Regions from separate parts of the Mus musculus genome. Here regions 1 and 3 are each linked to region 2. The links are chromatin contacts, called in public HiChIP or PLAC-seq maps. All regions are on one chromosome and are shown on one strand. The core of a region is the stretch at or near the end of the contact, and the rest is flanking DNA. Distances in the headings are between cores, read along the strand shown.

Evidence for each region. HiChIP or PLAC-seq counts read pairs in DNA pulled down with a chosen protein or histone mark.
Region 1: a contact with region 2 is called in an H3K27ac HiChIP or PLAC-seq map of embryonic stem cells, with 2.2 times the contacts expected there. The contact joins the enhancer-like site here to the promoter of Copg1 in region 2. A contact is called at or near these places in 4 of 39 promoter capture datasets (cranial neural crest, hippocampal neurons, macrophages and 1 more), 11 of 484 Hi-C or Micro-C datasets (B cells, CD8 T cells, the CH12 cell line and 5 more), 21 of 115 datasets of contacts at active chromatin or transcription factors (the 230-238 cell line, the SCID.adh cell line, acute myeloid leukemia and 13 more) and 5 of 9 other capture datasets (adipose tissue, embryonic stem cells, liver and 2 more).
Region 3: an H3K4me3 HiChIP or PLAC-seq map of bone marrow-derived macrophages shows a contact between it and region 2, with 2.5 times the contacts expected there. The contact joins the enhancer-like site here to the promoter of Copg1 in region 2. A contact is called at or near these places in 1 of 39 promoter capture datasets (macrophages), 6 of 484 Hi-C or Micro-C datasets (the N1E-115 cell line, liver, nephron progenitors and 1 more), 5 of 115 datasets of contacts at active chromatin or transcription factors (bone marrow-derived macrophages, embryonic stem cells, hepatocytes and 2 more) and 3 of 9 other capture datasets (adipose tissue, liver and pancreatic islet).

What each region holds. Positions count from the first base shown.
Region 1 is chr6:88,011,198-88,014,063 of GRCm38.p6, reverse strand. It overlaps Rab7 (RAB7, member RAS oncogene family), which reads left to right. Exons shown (of 6, transcript NM_009005.3): 2 at 366-426; 3 at 1,631-1,757. The coding sequence starts at 374. Among named protein-coding and RNA genes, the nearest start is that of Gm34872, 7.6 kb to the right of the region's middle. Within about 2 kb of position 1,268, at least 33 of the 459 cell types and tissues checked have an H3K27ac peak or open chromatin away from gene starts, as enhancers often do. A contact at or near this core is called in embryonic stem cells, stem cell-derived epiblast-like cells and trophoblast stem cells, where this site is marked.
Region 2 is chr6:87,886,191-87,889,229 of GRCm38.p6, reverse strand. It overlaps Copg1 (coatomer protein complex, subunit gamma 1), which reads right to left and starts at 1,290. Exons shown (of 24, transcript NM_017477.2): 1 at 1,158-1,290; 2 at 107-159. The coding sequence starts at 1,194.
Region 3 is chr6:87,794,265-87,797,197 of GRCm38.p6, reverse strand. It overlaps Rab43 (RAB43, member RAS oncogene family), which reads left to right. Exons shown (of 3, transcript NM_001039394.1): 2 at 2,401-2,584. Among named protein-coding and RNA genes, the nearest start is that of Rab43, 16 kb to the left of the region's middle. Within about 2 kb of position 1,592, at least 16 of the 459 cell types and tissues checked have an H3K27ac peak or open chromatin away from gene starts, as enhancers often do. A contact at or near this core is called in embryonic stem cells, hepatocytes and liver, where this site is marked.

The DNA.
Region 1 (2,866 bases), core at 19-2,518, 120 kb before region 2:
GAAGGAAGGAAGGAAGGAAGGAAGGAAGGAAGGAAGGAAGGAAGGAAGGAAGGAAGGAAATAGGTTCCTTTGCTGAGAAAGTAGTGCTTAATCTTCACTTGTGAGATTTGTGAGTCTGTTTGGAGTGTTAATCCCAACTGCTGATGCCAGTAATGGACCCAGCACTTGAGGAGAGAGAGGGCACCGGCATCCGTTCAGCCCCTGCCCTGCTGTCTTGTTAGGTTAGCTAAAGGGTTCACAGGCCGGGGGCCAGTCTGAGTGAGGGCTGGGGCTCAGCTCCTGGCAGACCAGAGTGGCTGCACTGTAGACAATGCAAAACTGCCTTAATGTTTCTTCAGCTCACCTGCACTTTCTCCTCCCGACAGCTTCAAGGATGACCTCTAGGAAGAAAGTGTTGCTGAAGGTCATCATCCTGGGGGACTCTGGGTAAGTGTTTCTCACGAATCTGACCTCAGATTGGCTTGGAGCTTCATCCTCACTGATCTCAAGGCAGTTCCACATTCGGCTCTGGGCCTGGCCTCTATCCTTTACTGTTGGGGTTTCCTGTGTTTGGCCTATTGAAATGCTTAAGGAACCCTCAAACAAGTATTTTCTTGTTTTTGAAAGTGCCTTCCAGTGGGGTAGAGTATAGGAATAGTGTCTCCTGCCCAGGACTGTGAGAAATGGCATACTGTCTGAAAGGAGTCTCAAGGCCTTTGAGGATTACAGACCTCACTCTACTTCTGTAAATTCTAATTGTGTTGCAGAACTGGGTAGAACCAGCACCTTAGACCACTGGTCAGCCATTGCGCTATACCCCTGGCAAGGCAAGCACTACTGTCTTAGGCTGTATGTATGTGCACTCTTTGTGGAAAGCCTTGAACAAGGAAAGCATTGGCGCTTTCTTTAGGTTGCATTACCCTGACCCTACCCTTATCTTACTGAACACTTGGTTGGTGAGTTTTCTTGGTGAAAAAATTCCTTGGGAGGGACATTCTTAATGTTTTATTATGTATGTGCATATGCGTGTGGGTGTGAAGGTCCGTGCAAGAATTGTTTTTCCTCCTGCTCTGGGGGCCCTGGGATTGAATTAAGTTTTCAGGCTTGGCAATAGGTGCCTTTCGCTTTAGCCATCAAACAGGCCCTGTTTTGTTGTTTTGCTTGGGCTTTAGTTTTGAAACAAAAACTGTGGCTCAATGCCCTTGAACTCACTGTGCAGCCCAGTCTAGCCTCAGGCTCTCAGTGCTGCTGCCTCTATCTCTAAGCACTGAATTCCAGGCATGTGGGGCTACACCTGTCTTGGAACATTCCTTTCTGGCTACATACTGCTGAGTGGCTTCCTCCTGGTGTTACTTGACCACACTGAGTGATGCATAAACACCTGAGATTACAAAGCCGTTTGGAGTGATCTTATCACAAAGTTCCATTTAGGAGTGAGTGAGTTTGTGTGTGTTTCTTTTAGTAAAATGCTTTGTTTTGTTTTTAAACTGTTGCAGTACCGGGAGTTAAACCCAGGCCTGGTGTATGTCAGGCAAGCACTCTACCAACTAAACGCTCTTCCTAGCTCAGGCATGTTGCTTTGAACATTGTAAACACAAATCCCTTTCAGTCCCTTATTTGACTCAGACATGTGGGTTTTGTTCAATTTCAGTGTTGGAAAGACCTCTCTCATGAACCAGTATGTGAACAAGAAGTTCAGTAACCAGTACAAAGCCACAATAGGAGCGGACTTTCTGACCAAGGAGGTGATGGTGGACGACAGACTTGTTACCATGCAGGTGAGCCACTGCTCAGCCTGGAGCCAGACTGCCAGCTTACTGAGTCTTCTTTAAATGAAGTCTTCTTTAAATGGTGGGTGGGTGGGTGGGGGTGGAGTTGGCTTGCTTTCTTCCTTTCTGTGAGTTGTAGGGATTAAACACAGGTCATGAAGCTTCTGTGCGGAGCACTTCACCTCTGGGTAGCACCTTCTGTGCTGAGCCCTCGTGTAGGCCCAGTTGATTGCATCCAGACTGTCTGTCATACCTCCGTGCTTTTCAAACTTACCATTATATTTGTGGAGAATGGATAATTGGCTGCAAATAGTGTTGTTGGATAAAATAGCAGTAAAAGCACGGTCGGGAGCATGGTGGAGACAGAGCCCGAGCCCCATGCAGGCTGAGTGCACATGCTCCCGCCATGCATGAGCACGGAGCCACACCCCAATCCTAAATTTGAAATTTATATTACAAGACAACTAGGAATTTTTGTAAAATTTAATTTTAGCTACAGTTATTGTCTTTTTTTTTTTCATTTCTTTTCCCTTTCTATTTATTTATGTTTGTTTTTTCAAGATAGGGTTTCCTTGTATAGCCTGGCTGTCCTGGAACTCACTCTGTAGACCAGGCTGGCCTCAAACTCAGAAAAATCCACCTGCCTCTGCCTCCCAAGTGCTGGGATCAAAGGTTTGTGCTACCATGCCTAGCTTCTTTTTCCTTCCTTTTTTCCTTCCTTTTTTCCTTCCTTTTTTCCTTCCTTCCCTTCCCTTCCCTTCCCTTCCCTTCCCTTCCCTTCCCTTCCCTTCCCTTCCCTTCCCTTCCCTTCCCTTCCCTTCCCTTCCCTTCCCTTCCTTCCTTCCTTCCTTCCTTCCTTCTTTCTTTCTTTCTTTCTTTCTTTCTTTCTTTCTTTCTTTCTATAAGGATTTATTTATATGTAAATACACTAAAGCTGTCTTTAGACACTCCAGAAGAAGGCATCAGATCTCATTAAGGATGGTTGTGAGCCACCATGTGGTTGCTGGGAGAATTGAACTCAGGACCTCTGGAAGAGCAGTCAGTGCTCTTCACTGTTGAGCCATCTCTCCAGCCCCTTCTTTTTCCTTTCTAAACTTAGCAACCTACCGGTTTCTTCT
Region 2 (3,039 bases), core at 41-2,540:
CATCTTCCTGGACCCAGGCTTTATAAACCAGCACTCCATGTATGTTAGTATCTGACAGCAGGGCTGGCAGGTATTCCTGACCAGACACAGGCATGGTGGCACTTGCCTCTTGGAGTACGGCACTCTTCTCCAGGTGCTGGAGGGGGTTGGAGCCTCCACCTGCAGTGCACAGAGAAGACTGATTACGGTTGTGATCTTGAATGAACTGCTTTTCTCCTTTTTCCTGTGCTGACACAGACTCTCATGTATCGCATGCTAGCCTTTAACTCAAAATGTAGCAGAGGTCGGCTCTTGTGCATCTGATCTTCCCGCCTCGGCCTCCTGGTTTACATGGTACTGTGGATCATACACAGGGCTTCACCCAAGCTAAGCAAGCACTCTATCAACTGAGTTACAGCCCCGAACTGTGACCCTAAACCTGCCAAACACGAGGAAGAGAGAAGGAAGTCTCTATCATCTACCAGAGGCCGTCAAGGCTCTCTCACAGTCACCTAAGCATTCTTTCTGAGCATTTTAGGGTTCAATAATTGGCACTGATCTATGCAACCAGAACTTAAATGAATCTATGTGTCGGAGACAACCAACACTAACTAACCTGTGACTGAGTTTCCCTGACAGCAGATATTACATTAAAAAATTATGCATGCGATTATCTGGTTACTGTCTGGGCTCTCCATCCTAACATTCCTATTGCAGGCATCTAGTATCGAACTTGCTTTAGCTACTGTAATATTATGATCAGTGAGGTGCCTGATGTTCAGTAATTGTAGTTTATTGAATGAATGAAACGGTCAGGGTTATTAACTGTAGGACTGGTTACACCCAGATAGGCAAAGAATTATCGCAGCAAATACCAAGAGGTCGGGTGAAATGCAAGGTAACATCCAGCCTGGGAACCTCCTCTGACAAGATGGGGAAACTGAGGCCCAGAGAGGAGTGTTACCCGCACAAGGTCACGCAGAAATCCTGGCCAGAGCTGGAGAGGGCAAACAGCACGTTTCCTCCGAGAACAGATATAGATGGACCTGCGCACAAGCCCCTGCCCCTCTTGGGCCTCGGATCTGGCTCTGACAGAGGCCCGGAAGAAGGAAGCCAAGGAAGGTCCCATGAACCCCTACGAGGATCTGACCTCCCCAGGTCTTTCAAGGGGCCCTCACCAGACTCCTCGTCCTTCTTGTCGAATTTCTTCAACATGGTGTCAGCGGTAGCTCCACGCAGCAGGAAGATGCTCAGAGTAGCGGTGAGAACAGCTTCTCCCTGCGGCTTCCGTACTCCCGCCCGCCACGTCGCCCTGAGCACTGCACTATGGACTGCGCCTGCGCACTCTGTTGTCTGCGCCTGCGCACAACTGCGCCCACCTTTTTCATTGCCTGTCCGGAGATTGCCAAAACCTAGGTGGAAGAGGGCGGAAGGGGAGGGGTGAGACCCAGGAAAGTGGGCGTGGCTAGACACTGGAGGCGGAGCCTAGACCTGCGGTTGCGGGTGCTCCGCTTCTGCGCCCCCTTGTGGTCCTGTGGCTGCTGTGTTTGCAGTTACCCCTGGCTGAATTTAAAGGGCATTCTGATGGGAGGGTTGCATGCAGCACGCTGACCCCATACATGTTCCCTGCTACTCTTTATTGTCATTTTCCGGAAGTAAGTCTCACTAATAGGTTATTTTTCCGCCACCGGTAAAATGAGCCAATTCAAGTCAGGTTAGAATATTTTAAGGGCAAATTTATTGGGAAGCTGCTCTCAAACAAGTTCACTGGCCCCAAGGATTGAGGCCAGAGGAGTCACCATGACAGAGATGGTGGTGAGAGGGAAAAGGGCATCTGTTGCTAGCCAAGGAACCGATTCCATCCGAGTCTAGCTTTGTAAGGCAATGAATAGAGTTATGTACATTTGTGCTTTAACATTGAGATATAACTGGACATAGCGAGTAATTTCAACACTCATGAGGCAGAGAAAGGAGGATGAGAAGTTCAAGGCCATCCCCCTGCACCAGACCTACATGACTTCCACCTCAAAAAATAGAGCCAATGAGATGGCTCAGCCGCTAAGTTAAGGTGCTTGCTGCCAAGTCTGAGGGCCAGGTTCAGTTGTGAAAATTATTAAATGAGTCTTTTCTACCAAATACTATAAAACTTGTGGTTTGACAAGGAATTCAAATATTGTTGCTGACAAATTGGCCCACAGAGAAGATGAGTATTAGGCAAGGGGAGAGGGTGAGGCAAGCCAAGCCAGATAGTTAGGGGAATTTAGCAGCTCTGACTTGATAGCAATCAGGCCATTTCTGTAACTCTGACTTACTTATTAGAGATCAGGCCATTTCTGTTGCTCTGACTGACTAGCAACCAAGAGCGTCTTTATTTACACAAGTTTCACAGAACAAAGACAAGCTAATGATTATCCAGTAGTACAAAATATGTCTGACTTATCATTACATAACCAGGGTTAAAAGCTCAGTTACAAATAGAAAATATAAACAACAGATTTTATTCTTATTATCTGCCCTATAACACCAATTTAAAGAATCTAAAGACTGTCTCCTCCAAAACAAACACACTTACTATGTGGCAGGCTGCTTGTAGGCTGGCAGTGTTTGCAGTTTTAAAGCACTCCAGACAAACAGGAAATATCTGAATTGGTCTTTTTATGAGCTGCAAAGATGACTATCTAACTTCATTATATGTTTTATCATGTAAAACATGATTAAACATGATAAACATAGTAGAAAATGTTTATTTTAGTCAATATAAATTGTTTACTGAGTTTATTCCTCCAGGGGTATGCCCTGTATGACTCCCTGTCTTTAAACTCCATTTTCAGAGAGCTTTAAGCCTATAATAAAAAAGAGACATTGAATCTGTAATCTATTTTGGACAGAGTTCATCAATTGTCTGTTTGCCCTCCATCAGTTATCCTTCGTGAGTTTGCTCAGGGGCCGATACCCCAAGCCGATTCCTGGAGTAATGGCCTCATGGAGCTATGTGCTTATCTGTGGTTAATGATCTCCAGGGCATAAGGAAGACTTCCAAATAAAGTTAATTTTAGGATT
Region 3 (2,933 bases), core at 343-2,842, 92 kb after region 2:
GAGCTGCCCCAAGGTGATAGAGGATGGGTAGAAGAGTCTAGTACTAAGGTAGGTGATACAGGTACATTGCTTCATCAGGGCCTCGTGGAGACTTGTGGGCCAGCATTGGCTGAGAGTTATTAAGTGTGGGACTTAAAAGAAATTAGGAGCCCCATCCCCACTGAGGATGGTGATTCCCAGTCTTTCCATTACAGGGCCAGAGAAGGGACTGAGACTCACCCGCCCAACCTTGCTTATAAACATGTGTGTTCTGGGAGTCCGTTTTTTACCTCATTGGGACTCAGAAGTGCTCTGGCCTACAGTTGCTTATGGACACAACTCTAGATATCAGAAATCAGAATTTCTCCTAAAGGTCAGGTACAGGCTGAGAAGGCTCGGCTGAGAAAGATTGAGACGCAGGGTATGGCAGGTGAGAGGGTGCAGCACCAAGCCCTGCCAGGCTTCCATGTAGTGGTAGGGACTGGGGTGGTGTCAGGCTGGTAGGTATTCTTGGCAGTTTGAGGCTGATCTTGGCAGTAAAAAAGGCTCTCAGCTTTCATAACACTCAAATTGATCCGCAGTTAGCTGTCAGAAACTGGGGCTTTGAGTCTGATCATAGGCCAGGCTCCTGGGATAGACACAGCACCCCGTCCTCCAATTTTTATTGGTATTGGACACCTTCTCATGCTAAGCACTGTGCTAGGGCCTGAGAATAGAAAACCAGATAAACAGAGGCCTGTTTTGATGGGGCTCACATGAAGTGGGTGGGGCAGTGATAATGTGTGTGTCTGGTGTCTGTGTATCTGTGAGTCTATGTGTGCGTGTCTGTGCATCTGTGAGTCTGTGTGTTTGTGTCTGTGTCTGTACGTGTGTCTGTATATCTGTGAGTCTGTGTGTGTCTATGTATCTGTGAGTCTGAGTGTCTGTGTATCTGTGTTTGTGTCTGTGTGTGTGTGTCTGTATATCTGTGAGTCTGTGTGTGTCTATGTATCTGGGTGTCAGTGTGTTTGTATCTGTGTGTCTGTGAGTCTGTGTTATGTCAGACTTAAGTGTAGCAAAGAGTGTTTACTTGGGGTCTGAGTTGGAACTATAGCTCAGTGATAGAATAATTGCCTGCATGTGTGTGATCCTGAGTTGCCAACACTGTCCAAAAAGAAAGAAAAAGAAATTGGGCTGAGGGAGTAGACGGGGCTACTCTGTGGAGGTGTTGACTGAGCGTTCATTAGAATGAAAAAGGAAGTGACCATCCAGGACAAAAGCCTTGCTGCTGTGACCCAGGAAGAAGTATAGGTCTAGCTATTTTGCTTTTGTTTCCTATTCATCCTCCCCCCCCCACCCCCACCCCCTACCAGTTTGGCTATGGCCCACTACAGTTCATTATGTTTCTTCTGCTTGGGATTTGTCGGGTCTCCTTGGATTTTAAAAATGGCTATCTCTTATCAACTATCGAGACTTCTTGGCCATTTGTTCTTTAGCTAGCCCTGGCAGAGATCATCACATGCACACTGCCTCTCCATTGCTTAGTCCAGCAGGGTGCCTAACATAGGGCATTAACATTTGTTAAATGAAGAAGTAAATGGCAGAGAAAGGCCCTTTACCCTGTGCTTTGGCCAAGGTGGATCAACAGGCACACTGCCCAGTCTAGCTTCCTCACCACCAGCTGTGGACTCATCAGGCCCAAAGCTATCCGACCAGGACCCAGTGAGCTTGCAGAGAAAAGACCTAAATGCATAGCCTCAGTGCAGCCTTGGAGCCAATTCCTTACCTCCAGATCTGGTGGTCAGCATCTGCAGCTGAAATCAGGGTTAAGGGGAGAGCCACTCCATGGAGGACGCAGTGCAGAATTGCCTCTTGTTGTGAGGCAAGCTGGTTCCTCCCTGTCCCCATCCCCCATCCCATTCTATTTCTTTCTTCATACTGGATCTCTGAGTCTCTCTATCTCTCTGTCTCTCTCTGTCTCTCTCTGTCTCTCTGTCTCTCTCTCTCTCTCTCTCTCTCTCTCTCTCTCTCTCTCTCTCTCTTTCTCTCTCTCTCAGGTACTCTCCTATTGCTTCCTATCTATTCCCTTTGTGGCAGGGTCTCTCCCTGAACCTGGGGCTTAAGTTTTCTTGACTAGGCTAGAAGCCAGCAAGCTTCAATGATCCTGTCTCTGCCCCATTAGAGCTGAGGTTCCAGCTGTGTGGGAGGCCTGGTTTGTAGGTGAGAGCTAGGACCTAAGCTCTGGTCCTTGGGATCACACAGCAACCACTCTGAACCTCCAAGCCACCTCTCCACTGTGGGTCTTTCTAAGTCCAGTCTTTCTAAGGCTGACAGAGGACTGTTGCTGTGAGCTACCTTTAGTGGACACACTGTTCTGGGCATGGGTCTGTGGGGCTGCCCTTCCTGTCCCTTTGACATGTGTCGTTGGGTCAACCCCTTCAGTTACAGATTTGGGACACAGCTGGCCAGGAGCGGTTCCGGACCATCACCCAGAGCTACTACCGAAGTGCCAATGGGGCTATCCTTGCGTACGACATCAGCAAGAGGAGCACCTTCTTGTCAGTGCCTCACTGGATCGAGGATGTGAGGAAGTACGCGGGTTCCAACATCGTGCAGCTGCTGATTGGTGAGCTAGGGATGGAGGCTGGAGGGGCCTGGAGCAAGCCTTATCTCTGCCTTTCCGTTTTTCTTTCCTAAACCTGCCTAGAGAGGGGCTGAGCTGGGACAGGAAAGGAGCTGGAAGCTGAACTAGGAGCTTGCAGATACCCATTCCCCTTGTCAATTCAAAGTTAGACTCACCGTTGAGGCTGGAAGGCATGAAGGGTGCTGGGGTTGGCTGTGCAGTCTCTGTATGCACCAGATCATCTAGCTGTTAAGGCGTGGTGTGTCCGCAGACAGCGCAACTTCTCATGCTCAGAGGAGGCGATGTGGCCGGCTTGCTGCTCAGAGGTTGAGCGTTTGCTAGTATGCAAGAG